Linked DNA regions of Ovis aries: region 2 is linked to region 1. Evidence: chromatin contacts called from public Hi-C data. All regions are on one chromosome and are shown on one strand. Each heading gives the region's core, a stretch centred on a gene start, on an enhancer-like site or on the middle of the called end of the contact. The rest is flanking DNA. Distances are from core to core; before and after follow the strand shown. Region 1 holds the start of NDUFAF1 (NADH:ubiquinone oxidoreductase complex assembly factor 1). Region 2 overlaps MAPKBP1 (mitogen-activated protein kinase binding protein 1).

The links. Hi-C and Micro-C count contacts between places; a contact is called where the count stands out from the background.
Region 2: a contact with region 1 is called in a Hi-C map of hypothalamus, with 3 times the contacts expected there. The contact joins the enhancer-like site here to the promoter of NDUFAF1 in region 1. A contact is called at or near these places in 2 of 16 Hi-C or Micro-C datasets (hypothalamus and tail adipose tissue).

Annotation. Positions count from the first base shown.
Region 1 is chr7:35,045,820-35,052,670 of ARS-UI_Ramb_v3.0, forward strand. It overlaps NDUFAF1 (NADH:ubiquinone oxidoreductase complex assembly factor 1), which reads right to left and starts at 2,478. Exons shown (of 5, transcript XM_060419068.1): 1 at 2,427-2,478.
Region 2 is chr7:35,410,031-35,416,881 of ARS-UI_Ramb_v3.0, forward strand. All of the region lies in intron 3 of MAPKBP1 (mitogen-activated protein kinase binding protein 1), which reads left to right. Among named protein-coding and RNA genes, the nearest start is that of JMJD7, 23 kb to the right of the region's middle. Within about 2 kb of position 2,886, at least 31 of the 54 cell types and tissues checked have an H3K27ac peak or open chromatin away from gene starts, as enhancers often do. A contact at or near this core is called in hypothalamus, where this site is marked.

The DNA of each region.
Region 1 (6,851 bases), core at 1,228-3,727:
TGACTGGCAACAAAGGGGATTTTTCTAAATATGATGGCCCTCCCCTTATTCAGCAATTCTGTCCAGAAATTAAAACTCCTAAAATGGTACACAAGGCCCTTCAAAATGCACCCAATTCCTTGGTCTCACTTCTCACTTTCATGGGCAATACCCTCAGCTCTTAACTACAATCATGTCTGATACACAAAAACACATCACTCAAAAATTACAAAAGTGACCAAACATTCTACTATCCTGGCTAATACAAGTGACTGCCATACCTGACCAGTCATAGCATTAGCCTCATTCTAGATACATAAGCTTCTTTCCTAATCATAGAATTACTTCCATCTCTCGACTACTTTCCCCCAAATCATATAACAGAAACCTAAGTCCAACAATAAGTCCCTTCTAACACCCTTTAAATGAGATGCCCCATGGCTTTATGTATTCTCTTCCACTATAGTAAGCCCAACTTGTTCAGCTATAAAGATGTTCCTGGTGGCTTCTGAATGGAGGGCACTGACACTGCTCTCCCTCCGTATTCTCATGAGAACCTGTGCATACATCTCACAGCCCTTACATACTATTAGAATCTTGCTTTTATCTGTCTACCTCAGTAGCCTGGCTTTAATCTTGGACTATGGCTTGAACCTAACTGATGCTCAAATGTCTGCTAAAATAAATGAACATCTTGTAAACGGTACGTTTTCACATGGACAAAAAGTAGAAGGGAACCAGGAGAAATAACCACAGTTGATCTCACGTCCTGGAATCACAGGTAATACCTCTACATATACAGAAATTTGGGAAATAAATGATAAGCCTTTAAAATGGAATCTGTACAATCATAAACACGAATTCTCATGAATACCATGCTTATGTTACACTAGTGAGTGGCAAATGAGGAGTATATACAAAAAATGCATATACACTAACATTACAAGTATAAAAATGTATGGACAAAAAAGATTTGGGGGCAAAGAAGAAAAAGACTTAGAATAGTGTGTAGGACAACGGGACTGTAAGTAATATTATTCACTATTTTTCAACCTATCAATAGTGTTACTACTTCTCTAATAATATAACTTTAATTGAAGTGTTTTGTTTCATTCTATTACCGATAAACATAAAGTCAAAATCATTAACTGGATGATCTCCAGATGAAGTTGCTGAGTTTTCCTGACAGTGTAACCTAAGCGGCTAAAAGAGAGGAGTATTAGCGAAGTTTGTGTACCCAAAGCTTACGAAATGCCAGAAACCGTTCTGAGTGCATTGATATTTTCACAACAACGATGAGAAAGGTACTATAATTATTCCAAATGCAGAGACAAACAAATGGAGGTTCCAAAATTAAATCACCCGAGGTCATACAACTAGTAAGTGGCCAGAGTTACTCTAGTAACCCCAGAATTATTCTAGTAACCCCAGAGTCCCAGTGTTTAGTCGGGGAGCGATCGTGACCGTGCCACAGCCCCCTTACCCTTCACCTGCTAGGGCCGTGTCACTCTCACAAGCTCCCGACACGCCAACTCCAAGCAGGCGCTCACTTGCCTCCCCTGCCGGCGCCTCAGAGTGACTTCCGCTCGACTCCCCGCTTTTCCAGACCGGGTACTCCACTTTTCCTGTGCGGGGGCCATCTGTTTTTCCTGTCCTGAGTAAAACCAAGCCTGATGACTCTAGAGTTCCGGTTGGGTGCAGATGGGGGAAAGAGTAATAATCTCAGAGCTCTATGAACTGAGGGGTTTTTTTGGTCGGCTATATTCCCAAAGGCTTCCCCACCCCGATCGCCAACCGCCAGATTTTTTCTGCCCTGTGTGAGAAAGTGGGGAGAATTTAGAGAAGATTTTCGCCTCTCCTTCCGGCATCCCACCTTCAGGCTGCAAACTCCATCCCGTGTCTTTCAAATAGGACCCAGATATTGCCAACATCCTTCGCACCTAAGGATCCAGGGTTCACTCGCGCTCCATCCCCACAGCCGCCCAAGAGAGGTCCACGGCCTCAGAGGATTGGTTCTGTGAATTGACCCCGCGGAATCTTTGGAGACCCACCACAAACTTGGACAGCAAACCATCCTACCCGCCCTTTCCCAATCTGGCCCCGTGGGGTCGCCCACTCTGCAGAGTTTCGATTGTATCCTGTGCACTTTCAACACCGAATCTTGATTATAATTATTCATTCACTTCTCACTTCCTCTGCCACGCTGCGAGCTCTCGGGTCCAGAAGATGTTCTTCTGTTCTCAGCACCTAGCAAAACGCCAGCAGGAATGAAGCACTCAGCCTACCTGACTTTGAATGAAAAGTAGGGCACTTAAACACGTATTCCAGGGTCCAAGACCTCGCCAAGTACAACTGCCTTTTCAAAGTTTCCTCCATCTCTCTTTTTTCACACCATCACCTCTTCCTTCTTTAAATTCTGCTTTGACTTCTCTAGCCTGTACACTTACCTGATTCTGGTTCTCCTACCTTCTTGAACCTTTTCTAGCTTCCTACTTTACTGACTCTTCTTTCTCCTCCCACAACCTTAAATGCAGGTTGTCTCCAAAACCTAGCCTTCGGCCTTCCTCTTTTCTTCTTCTCCTTTTTTTTCCCCTCTCCTTCTTCTTTTCTAGCTTATATATGAGTTATCTACAGACAGTCGGATAATTTCTTCCCCTGAACGCCAACATATATTTCCAATTTCTTGACAACAGGTTCAGCTGCAGGATATACCACTAGCATCTCAAATGTGATTTGTTGAAAACAGAAAATATCACACTTACCCATTTGAACTCTTCTCTTCCTTTCTGTTTCTGTAAATGCCCACATCCTTCTAAGCTGAAAATTCTTGGCTATCCTTGGCTTCTCTCCTTGAAACCTCTCACTGACCCTAAATCCTCTTTGTTTTGTTGCTCTCTTTTGATCTTTCACTCTTGTTTTCCAAATCCAGTGAAACCCCAATAGTTATTGCCCTATGAAATTTACATTCAGTCTGCTGATTGCCTTACTCTGAACACAATGGTTTGTCTAATTTCATTTAAAAATCACCCAGAGATAAACACAAAATTCCTTTGGCCTCCAAACATGCCACTCATCAATTCTAAGCCCTCCATAATCTCCTACTCCATCTATACTACTCATACTTATCCTCAATTTCTTATCTGTATGGTCAGGACATTCAAGATGGCTGTTTTGCTTTCTGTACAGCCCCATGGGGGCTTGATTCACTGACTTGACTATCCAGTCTCTTAAGTATAGGATTAATTAGTCCCTCGGAACTGAGGAGACCACCTGACATCAACTCCCCCTTTTATAAATGGTAGCCTTTTTCTCCCTGCCACCAAGTATGGAAGATCGCTGTGTTCTATTTGCAGCCCTCAGTAGGGTGTTGTTCCAGGACCTTTTGCTTCAGATCACCTATCCAATAAATCCTTGATGTTTCTGTCCCTGTTTCCAGGCTGTTTCATGCGTTTGGAGGTTGGGCCTATGGGATGTGGCCCAACACCATCCCAGGTGGTATCTACCTAAACCACACTCATTTCTCCTCATAAGAGAGTTTATACTTTCTCAGCTTGATGTTCCTCTCTTCCACATCCCGTTCATTTGATCACAAGTATTTACACAACTTCCCCATTCCCACCTTCCCCCAACCCCCCAGCTTCAGCTGACTGATCTAGTGGTAGAAAGCTGGCCAGTACTGGGTCAGTCAGTTAGTCCTAGGGACTTTCTGAACTAACGTTGGAAAAGAGACCTTCTGACCCCAGGTGATGCTGGTGCAGGAGCTCCTGAGTGACCTTCTAGTACTGTGAAGAAAACTGGTTTATGGAAACAGAAAATAATATCAAGATGCTAAGAGGGACAGAAATGGAAGGATAAAAGATGATCCAGTCAGCATTTATACTGATAGTTCTAGTTGCTGAGGCTGGGCTGCATGGCTTTTCCTTGACTTCCAAGTATAAACTCGTTTACCTAAACTTATCTGGGTTGGGTTTCTTGCAACCAATAGATCTTAACTGATACATAGAATCTACCTACTAAGAACATGCCTTAAAAAAAAAAAGAACAGACCTTAAATTCCATTTTCTCCTTAAAAATTTGCCCTAATGCCTCCATCTCATAATGACTATTTTCCTTCTGACACCCTATATTTATTCTTTTTTCTGTAACACTGGCACTTACTTGTGTTCAAGTGAAAACTAGATTACAAACATGACTAAACTGCTTTTTCATTGTTTTATATATACAAGACTTTTCAACAGAGGATAAAACCCTGGAAGGTAATGACTTTTGTCATATACTTTAAAATATATATATTCTACAGTAACCTGCACAAATTTAGATTAAGTTGGCACTAACTCAAGAGGCCAAAAGACAAATTTCATGAAAACCTTTAAGAAGAGCTATAATGACACAGGCAGAAGGATATTGTAATAGAGCAAATGGCAAATATGATTCAGCAATTTCACTTCTTGATTGAGTCCCTTCAGAGTTTAAGGAGGATCCAGGACATAATGATTTCAGAAAAGGTTATCTTGTGGGAGTTTGAGGTCATGGTGTTGCTACAGATCTAGGGTTCATTCTTAGCTTTGCTAACTCAGGAACCTGAGTTTATCTGTTTCATGACAAGCAACTTCATGGAAGGAGAAATGACAAACCAAACTGTCCATCTGTTAATTGACAACAGAAAATGGGCATGGTTTGAAACCCAAGATCACCTAGCCAGGACATTCCCTTCTAGTGGGAAAGCCCACTTCCAGGCCATGAGGAGAGTCACATACTTAGAAAGAACAGGCAGTGCCCAAGCAGATTGTTCAATAAACATGTATTGTCTAATCTTCTTTTGGAGATATTTATATCTGCTGTGCTAAGACCAGATATTTTTATGATGGCACTTTAATAAATATATGAACAGAAACATGTTCTTTTTCAGTAGCTCTTGTCTTTTTAAAATTTTTTAATTTTTGTTTTTGGCTATGCTGGGTCTTCACTGCAACCCACGGGCTTTCTCTAGTTGTGGTACTTGAGCTTCTCTGGTTGTGGAGCACAGGTTCTCTAGTTGCAGCATCCAGGCTTAGTTGCCCCATGGCAAGTGGGATCTTAGTTCCCCAAGTGGGGATAGAACCCTTGTCCCCTATGTTGAAAGGGAAATTCTTAATGTGTCTCTTGTCTTAGTTGACTCCAGGTAGGTAAACCCCAATCTACGCTCCACCAATATATAAGCAGCAACAATATCTTCAGACTGAGGTGATTTTATCCCCCTCTACAACTGTAATCACAATTCAAGTGGCTCTGTCACAGTCCCTCCTGGATGTGGATTTGCGAAACACCTGCTCTGTCAGGCCACAATATTATATATCTTCTCAACCTGAGGAGCAAACAAATTTTTTTCACTTGCCAGGGTACAAGACTTGGACAGATTTAATAGCTTTTGTTTCTGACTGGCATTTCTTAACTGGTCCTCTTTTCTGGTGCTGAGCCCTTAAGGGGGAAACTACTCATGGTTTCCTGGTATTTGTTCTTCCTCTATTTCATTAAAGTTTATATTTCCCAGTCTCCTCTGCAGCTACCAGTGGAAATAAAAATGTTGTTATAGCAGCTGAGAGCTTTCCTTTAAAAACAGTTGACAGGTGAGACAGGTGTCTTCTCCCTCCTTCCCCTTTGCTTTCATATTACTGCTTAGAACCTGTCATGACAGGACTCCACCCTGGACCGTGAGGGTGAGGGCCACCTCTCATAGAAGTCAGAAGTAGTCTGGGACCTCGAGGACTTTGTGAATCACAGTAGCCAAAACAGCCCCAGACTGCCTATACTTGAACTCTAACATCAAAAATAAGCTTCCCCTACCCCACCTATTTAACCCTGGTATTTAGAGTTTATCACCCAAGGTGACTCTAATCCTAAATAATATATCCCATTTTTTACCACTATCTGTAAGTGTATAGCTTGACCAGCTTTGGGTCACACTTCCTTCTTAGTAAAAATAACACATCTAGATAACTAATAAGGACCTACTGTATAGCATGGAGAAGGCAATGGCACTCCACTCCAGTACTCTTGCCTAGAAAATCCCATGGACGGAGGAGCCTGGTAGGCTGCAGTCCATGGGGTCACGAAAAGTCGGACACAACTGAGCAACTTCACTTTCAGTTTTCACTTTCATGCATTGGAGAAGGAAATGGCAACCCACTCCAGTGCTCTTGCCTGGAGAATCCCAGGGACTGTGGAGCCTGATGGGCTGCCGTCTATGGGGTTGCACAGAGTCGGACACGACTGAAGCGACTTAGCAGTAGCAGTATAGCATGGGGAACGCTACTTAATACTCTCTAATGGCCTATAATGGGAAAAGAATCTAAAAAGGAGTAAGACATATATTTTGTATAACAGATTCACTTTGCTGTACACCTGAAACTAATGAAAAATGTAAATCAATTAAACCCCAATAAAATTCTTTTCAAACACACACACATCCAGGTATACCCAACAGGAAAAACAGACAAACAGGCAGAGACTTCCTAAACTCACTGAACTTTCTGCAATGTTGGAAATGTCCTCTATCAGTGCTCTCCAATGTGGTAGTGCCTAACCAGATGTGTCTGTTAAATACTTGAAATGAGGGATTGAATTTTTAATTTTATTTCTTTGAATTAAGTTTAAATAGTCGCACGTGGCTAGTGGCTACCACAGTGGCCAGTGTAGTCCTAGATAATGGTGTAAGAACTCTGAATTACTCCTGAATCTGTCAGCATGTGAAAGTCAGAGGTTAACAAACATGAAATGGAAAATAACTGAAGTATAAATTTTGGCACAGATTAAAATCATCGAAAGAGTCAGGTAATACTGACTCAGATGGTTTTAACCAGTAGAGCATTATTGTGCATTTCTTCTCCCTCATC
Region 2 (6,851 bases), core at 1,636-4,135, 360 kb after region 1:
GTTATACATATACACATATCCTTTTTTAGATCCTTTTCACATATAAGTTATTACATAGTACTGAGTTCCCTGTGCTCTACAGTATTATTGGTTATTTATTTTATATATAGTAGCATGTATATGTTTATCCCTCCCCAGCTCCCACCTTTCCCCTTTGGTAACTGTGAGTTTGCCTTTGAAGCCTGAGAGTCTCTTTCTCTTTTGCAAATAAGTTCGTTTGTGCCATCTGTGTAGATCCCACATGTAGGTTCTATCATAGGATGTTTGTCATCCTCTGGTTGACTTCACTTAGTATGAGAATAGGTCCATCTGTGTCGCTGCAAACATATATGGACTTCATGGATTTTATTCTTTTTCATGCCTGAGTAATATTCCAGTGTGTGCACATGCGCGTGCCTGTGTGCATGCGTGCGTGCATGTGTGTGTACGCACGCACGCACAGGGTCCAAAGAGTCAGACATAACTGAAGTGACTTACACACACAGAGATAGATATATATATACCGCATTTTCTCCATTAATCTGTTGATAAGCATTCAGGCTGTTTCCACTTTTTGGCTGTTATGGATAAAGCTTCTCTGATCACTTGGCACGTTGAGAGATGTCAGTGCCCTGGCAGAAAGGTGAGGTTCCAGGGCCGGTGTTCTTTTCCGTGCTGCCTCTTCACTCCTCTGCTCCTGTTCATGAGAAAACCCCAACCGTAGGTGCTTGCAGCTTCTGCAGAAGTGTTTCTTGTGGAGCCTCGGGGGCCCTCCTGCCGCTGGTTTACTCTGTCGCCCTCTGATCCTTGCTGCTGGAACATGAAAATAGGATGGCCTCTTCTCTCCTCCTTCCATCAACTTGGGAATGCCAGGATGCCCAGTAGGACTTCCACAGCAACACCTGGAGTTTTTATATCAGCTATACGATTTCTTTCTCTCTCTTTTTTTTTAAGTTTTATCATCCCTACCTTTATCAAGAACTTTTTCTGTGTCAGGAACTTTGTTAAGCACATCACAGGAATTATTTTATTTAATACTCTGAGCAACCCTGTGAGGTTGGAACTGTTTTCATCGCCTATTTTAGAGGAGGGAAGCTAAGATTCAAAGAGAGAAAGCGTTCTGCTCCAGGTCACACAGCTAGTATGTGTCTGTATTGGGATTCCAACCCAAGTCCTCTGACTGCAAAGCTCTTTTAAAACGGCTCGAGGCAGGGAGGGAGACCAGACTTGCCATTTATTTTTTAAAGCTGCCTTTCCCCTAAGCTGTTTACCCACTCTTTGAATGAGAAGAGCCCAATTTATGGTCAGCTCAGTGTATTCCAGGGAGCCTTCAGCCCCTGGGTTCTGGGGTCTGTCTCTTCTGAGTGGCCGTTTGGCATTTGACGTCTGTGCTGGGGGACTGGGAGCTGAGCTGACTTTACCCTTCAGGGGCTGAGCTTGCCTCCTCCTGTTTCCAGAAGCAAGGTGATGAATGATCTCTGTCGCTGGATACCCTGTGCAGTCTGCCTCTGGGGAATTCCACTCATGCCTGCCTCGGCCTGGAAAAGCCAGGTTCCTTCTTGTTGGAGGTGGTACGGGGGCTGGATGCGGGACAGACTGGGAAGGCTGGGACGGCTGCTCCAGCTGTGCTGAGCCCTGTGCCCCTGCCCTGGGGAGTGTGGAGCTCTGCTCCGGCTCTTGCGCACCTACTGTGACCCCAGATGCCTTTAAGGGTGTGTGCTTCAGTTTACGGGCAGGCCCCAGCCTGGTGCGTGTGCCTGGGAGTCATCCCTCCAGGTGGTGTATGGAGGCTTCCTTGCTGTCACCTCCAGTGGGTTTCCTGCGTGTGTTTGGCTTGGGCCAGCCCTGGGCAGTGCCCTGATCCACTTCCTGACCATTTGACTTCCTAGAACTCTGAGTTCTCCCTTTGCAAATGGCTTTTTTCTGGGTGTTTGGTTTTGCTCTGTGCTAAAGCTCACCTTGTGCCTCAGTGGTATCTGGGGGGCCGCCAACGTCTGTGTGAGCCCTGGAAGAGCAGGCTCTTCCCCCCCACCTCCGTCTTCCTTCTCTTCTTCCCTGGTGATCCTCGCCCCGCCCCCATCCCCCACTCTCTAGTTCCTAGTGTGCTTGTTGCTCTAGGAGCAGTTCAGGTATCCTAGAAACAAGAAGAGAAACAAAGCTCCAGAAATTCTCCCAGAGGCCTAGAGGCAAAGATCAAACCAAAACAAAGTTTTTCTGAAAGGAAATGAAACAGCTCAGGGAGGGTGGGGTGGAGAGCAGAGGTAGGCTGAAGTCTCTGGGGAGGGGCCCTTCAGCTTTGGTGGCTCTCGCGTCTCTTCTCCAGAGCCCTCCCTTAGCTGTTCTCCCCACAGGAAACCCACCCCCGACCTGTCACATTTTAAGCCCCTTGCTCCAGGAGGCTGAGCTGGTCCACGGATAGCTTTGAGGCCCTCAGTTTAGTTGAAAACCCATAACTGACTGGGACTCCTTTCCCAGCTGCCCTGGTAGAGGGTTTTAGGACCTTTAGAGCCCGGCACCAGCCCCTGTTGCTGCTGTGGAGTCAGTCAGTTGGGAGAATGGGTTTCTCTCGACCCCTGATGCCTGAGTGCAGAGCCTCTGCGCAGACCTGCTCCTGGGGTGGGAGGTGTCCTGGAACAGTGAGGGCCCTGTCTGGTAGCCAGGAAAGGACCCCTTGGTGGTTTAAGTCGGGAGGAGGAGGGGAAAGCCCGCTCTCCTGGGGAGGCCCTCCATTTACTCAGCGCCTGTTGGAGTCGACGCTGAGAGACCCAGCTCCAGGGCTTTGGGCTGCATGTGAAGCCACAGAATCTCCTTCTGGCCCGCGTTCTAGTGGCAGCTGAGCTGAAGGAGCACGCTGCTACCTTCTTCCTCTCTGTGGTAAACACTGGGTACGCGGCGGTCGCCAGGGAGTGTGTGGCGTGGTGCACAGACTGGGTGGAGCTAAGGAAAGAGGATGCCTGGACTCGGTGCCCTGATGGCTGTGAGTCATGCGCGAGGCCACCCGTAGACACCCGTCTCCTCCGTGCCTTTTCTCCTGGCTTCCCAGCAGATCTCACTCCAGAAACAGGGCCCTGTAGATCTTCCCAGAAGACCTTGTTCATCCATGCAGTCACTCGTGTGTGGCAGATACTTGGTGGAAACCTAATCTGTATACTCTTCAGCTGCAGGGTATACAGTGGTGATAAGACGGACAGTGTCACCGCTTCTTCCGGGTTTAAGGTGGTGGTGGGGGGGGTGGGCGGTGGTAAGCAGATAGGAAGCATGTAAATAAACAAATGAGCACGATAATATCAGAGAGTGGTCAGTGTTCTGAAGGAGAGACGGAAAGGAGAGTAAGTGAATACCCTGGAGTGGGGTGGGAGTAGGGCTGGTCAGGGCTCAGTGGGAGCTGGCCTTTGAGCTGTTGTCTGGGTGACAAAGAGGAATCCCTGTGTGAAGATCTGCGCTTTCAGGTGGAGACCTCAACTACAAAGGTCCCAAGAAAGCACGCATTGATTCATTTGTTTGAGTAGCTAAGCAGCAGCCACGGTGGCTAGACCCTGGTGAGTGAGAGGAAGGGGCTCTGATCCTGCCTTTTGGACCTGACTCATGAGTCCTGTGAGATCCACTTCCTGTCCTGGAAGGGAATATGTTCAGATTCCCCTGGGCAGAGAGACATGTACCATGTTATTTACTGGGTTATTATTGCCAGTTTTCTTTTCCCATTCCTTTCAGTGGATGGGTGGTGGGTCTCATAGAGCATCTCAGAAACAGAGGCCAGTGGGTCTCATGATCTGGCCTAGGAAGGCTACTTATTTGGAAGGATGCCAGGTATCTAAAGAGGACTACAATCAAGGATGCTCCAGGCAATGTCCTAGACTCATCATCTCTTAGAATAATTAAAACCATAAGATTTCCCCTTTGGGAGTGAATCTGGAGGGACAGTTTGTAATTCCACACCTGGAGGAGGACCCTGATGAGGCACTAGTGCTCTGGAGGCCCTGGATGGGAGACTGTAGTTGGAGTTCCTGTTGCCACTGCTGACCCCTGGATAGCCATTTCCTTGTTACTGGTGCCCCAGGGAACCTGTCAAGAAGATGGCTAGGAGCGCCCTGCTGGTTATTATGCATATTCTTTTCTTCAGTTCTCACAACAATCCTGAGACATAGATATTATTATTCTTGTCTGATAGATGAGGAAACTGAGGTTCAGAGAAGTGAAGAACTTTGCCCAAGATCACACAGTATGTTAGCAGACAGGTCTGCCTGACCCCAGTTTTCCTATTCTTTCCATCATCACACTGCCTTCCAGCATCAGTGAGTCCTAGAAGCCTAAGGTCGGGGAGAACTGTGGACCTGCCCGGGGTGTCTGCTACTCAGGAGGTTCTTTGGGAGTTAGGGCTTTGAGATCTAGTAGCTAATGACTTAAAGATTTATTCACAAATATTTATGGAGTGTTAATTTTCTAGGCCTTTGGGATTTAACAGTAAACAAAGTAAACAGGTATTACTGTCAGCTGGCAGTCTAGTGATGAAGATAGATCCTATTGCCTCCCCAAAAGAAAACTATATGGAATATTACAAGCTGATGTGTGCTTTGGAAAAAGTATAAGCAATAGGCAGTGAGAGGGAATAGGGGATGTCGGGTTGTGGAGTTATAGTGTTCAAAAGGCACACAGGGTGATGTGTGAGCAAGGCTTGAGGACCTTTGGTGTGCCTCTGTGAGTCCCCTTCTGATTTTACTTGGTCTTAAAGAGGAAATTTTAGGTGCAGGGCCACAGCTCAGACCTTCTGTGTTCTCCTTGCGTGTGCCTCTTCTGCATTCCTTGCTCATCCCAGGGTTCTGGAGGATGGAGAGTCGTAGGAGGCGGATCCTGTGGGAATGCTGGGCTCTTGGTGACGGCAGCAGGCCTGGACTTGTCTGGGGAGGGGGCCAGTCGAGGGCTTGACCCTTCCTGGTTCAGAGAAGTCCCTGGGCAGCAGGCCCAGCACCTGGTATGGGGTGCTCTACCACGTGACTCCTGGCCTGAGGCCCAGAGGGACTGAGGCCTCGCCGCCTCCCTGAGAGGGAGCAGTCTTCTTGCACCTGCACCCTGGGGTTCTGAACCATGGGACCCGGCCGGTTGGGCCAGCCCAGCCCTGTCAGATGGAGGATAGCAGCCAGCACTGCTGCTCGGGCACGTGCCGATGGCTGCCTGCTGTGCTGGCCAGGGTCAAGGGATGTGGAGGCCAAAGGCCAAAGGTTGGTGCAAATGGCACCCTGCCCACCTCAGTCCTAGCAGACTGGGAAACTTGTTCAAAGGTCAGAGAAGACTGAGGAGGCTCTCACATCAGTGTTCTTGAGGTCTCTTCTGTTGGGAGGACCTCAGCAAGGTGGGCACAGGGAAACTTGGAGGTCTTTGCCAAGTCGTGCCTTCCCTCCACCATCTGCATTATCGTCCTCACAAGTGGAGCTGTGGCTGTGGGCTGGTCTCTTTCCTGCTCTTTCTCTTTGTTGGAAGGTTCCCAAATTTGAATAATTAGAAGTAAAAATTTCAGCTTAAGGGCCAATCTCTGTGTGTTTCCCTCCTTGGCTTAACTCTTCCATGCCACTCAGAGTTTTCCCGGCTGTGCTGGGAGGTTGGGAGGTGTTAGAGAAGGGAAAGGTTGCCTCATAGCTTGTCATCCTCTGTCCACATTGTCTGTTTATGCACACACGCTGCTCTCCCACTTCCCACCACCATGGAGTCAAACCTGGGGAAGAAGGAAACAAAAGACGCTACGGTCCAGCAGGGCTCAAAGCTTGCGTGCAGTGACTGGAGAGTGTGTTAAGCCGTCTAATGCACTGCCCTTGAAAGGTTACCATGCTGCTTTGGGTTTGAAGCTGCCTGCATCACCTGCTTTTTCTGAATGTGGAATGTGTCAGAATCTATATTGATCTAATTCCAGTCAGATCTGCTCTCGGCTGAAGCCCTCTGCCGTGATTTATCTGGAGCTGATCTGAAAGCTAGGTAACCCAGAGCCATTCAGACTGGAAGCCGTCACCAGAGAGGACAAGCCCGTGGAGCCCTCCTTAGCCTTAGAAAATGTCAGCTTTCCCGAAAACTTACTGGGCTTTGCTGATGGTGTCAGGCCTGGGGTGGGGGGTGGGGGGTATGCTTTTTCATACATTGAATAAAATATTAAAATCTAAATATTTAGACCTATCAACTTTGAACTATAACTGCTCTAATTTTCTGTGCCCGTTATGATTTCCCAGAATTCTGTAGCCAGAATCCCTTTTCCCTCCAAGCGCCCCAGTCTCCTCTCCCTCTTCTCAGAAGCTTCTGCCCTGGCACCTTGTGCATTAGGTCGGTGTGCTTTCTGTGCTTGTCTCGCCTCTTCAATTGCAGTTTTCTCTTCTTTCTCTCACTTACTCCACTCTGCTTTCCTTAGAGCACAGCTCCTAGAATCCTGACTCTGTTTTGCTTTTGCTGGAATGCCTTGAAAAGGCCTCTGGACTCGTTTCTCCACCTTGAAATGGGGATAATTGTACCAGCCACAAAACTTGTTGTGAGGATAGCTAAGACCAGATCTCTCAGGTGCTTAGCAGAGTGCCTGCTATACAGAACCTGCTAGATGAATGGCAACTCTTATTATTGGGCCCACAGTGTGAAGAGCAGACCAGTTACTGAAGGAGGTGGAAAGCCATCATGTTGAGAGTTCACTGCAGCCCTCGCATGGTGCTTGCTAACTTAGCCAGGTGGTTTCGCCTCCCTTCTCTTTCTGTGCTGCTGTCCTAGAGCCTGGGGAGAGTGTCTCCCTCAGCATCCCCCCCGACCACGTCCCTTCCTTGCTACTTTCCAAGGTTATCGTCTCCTAAATGGATGAAGATGTAGATACTTTCTTTCCCCAAGCTTAACCCAGTTCTCTTCCCTTG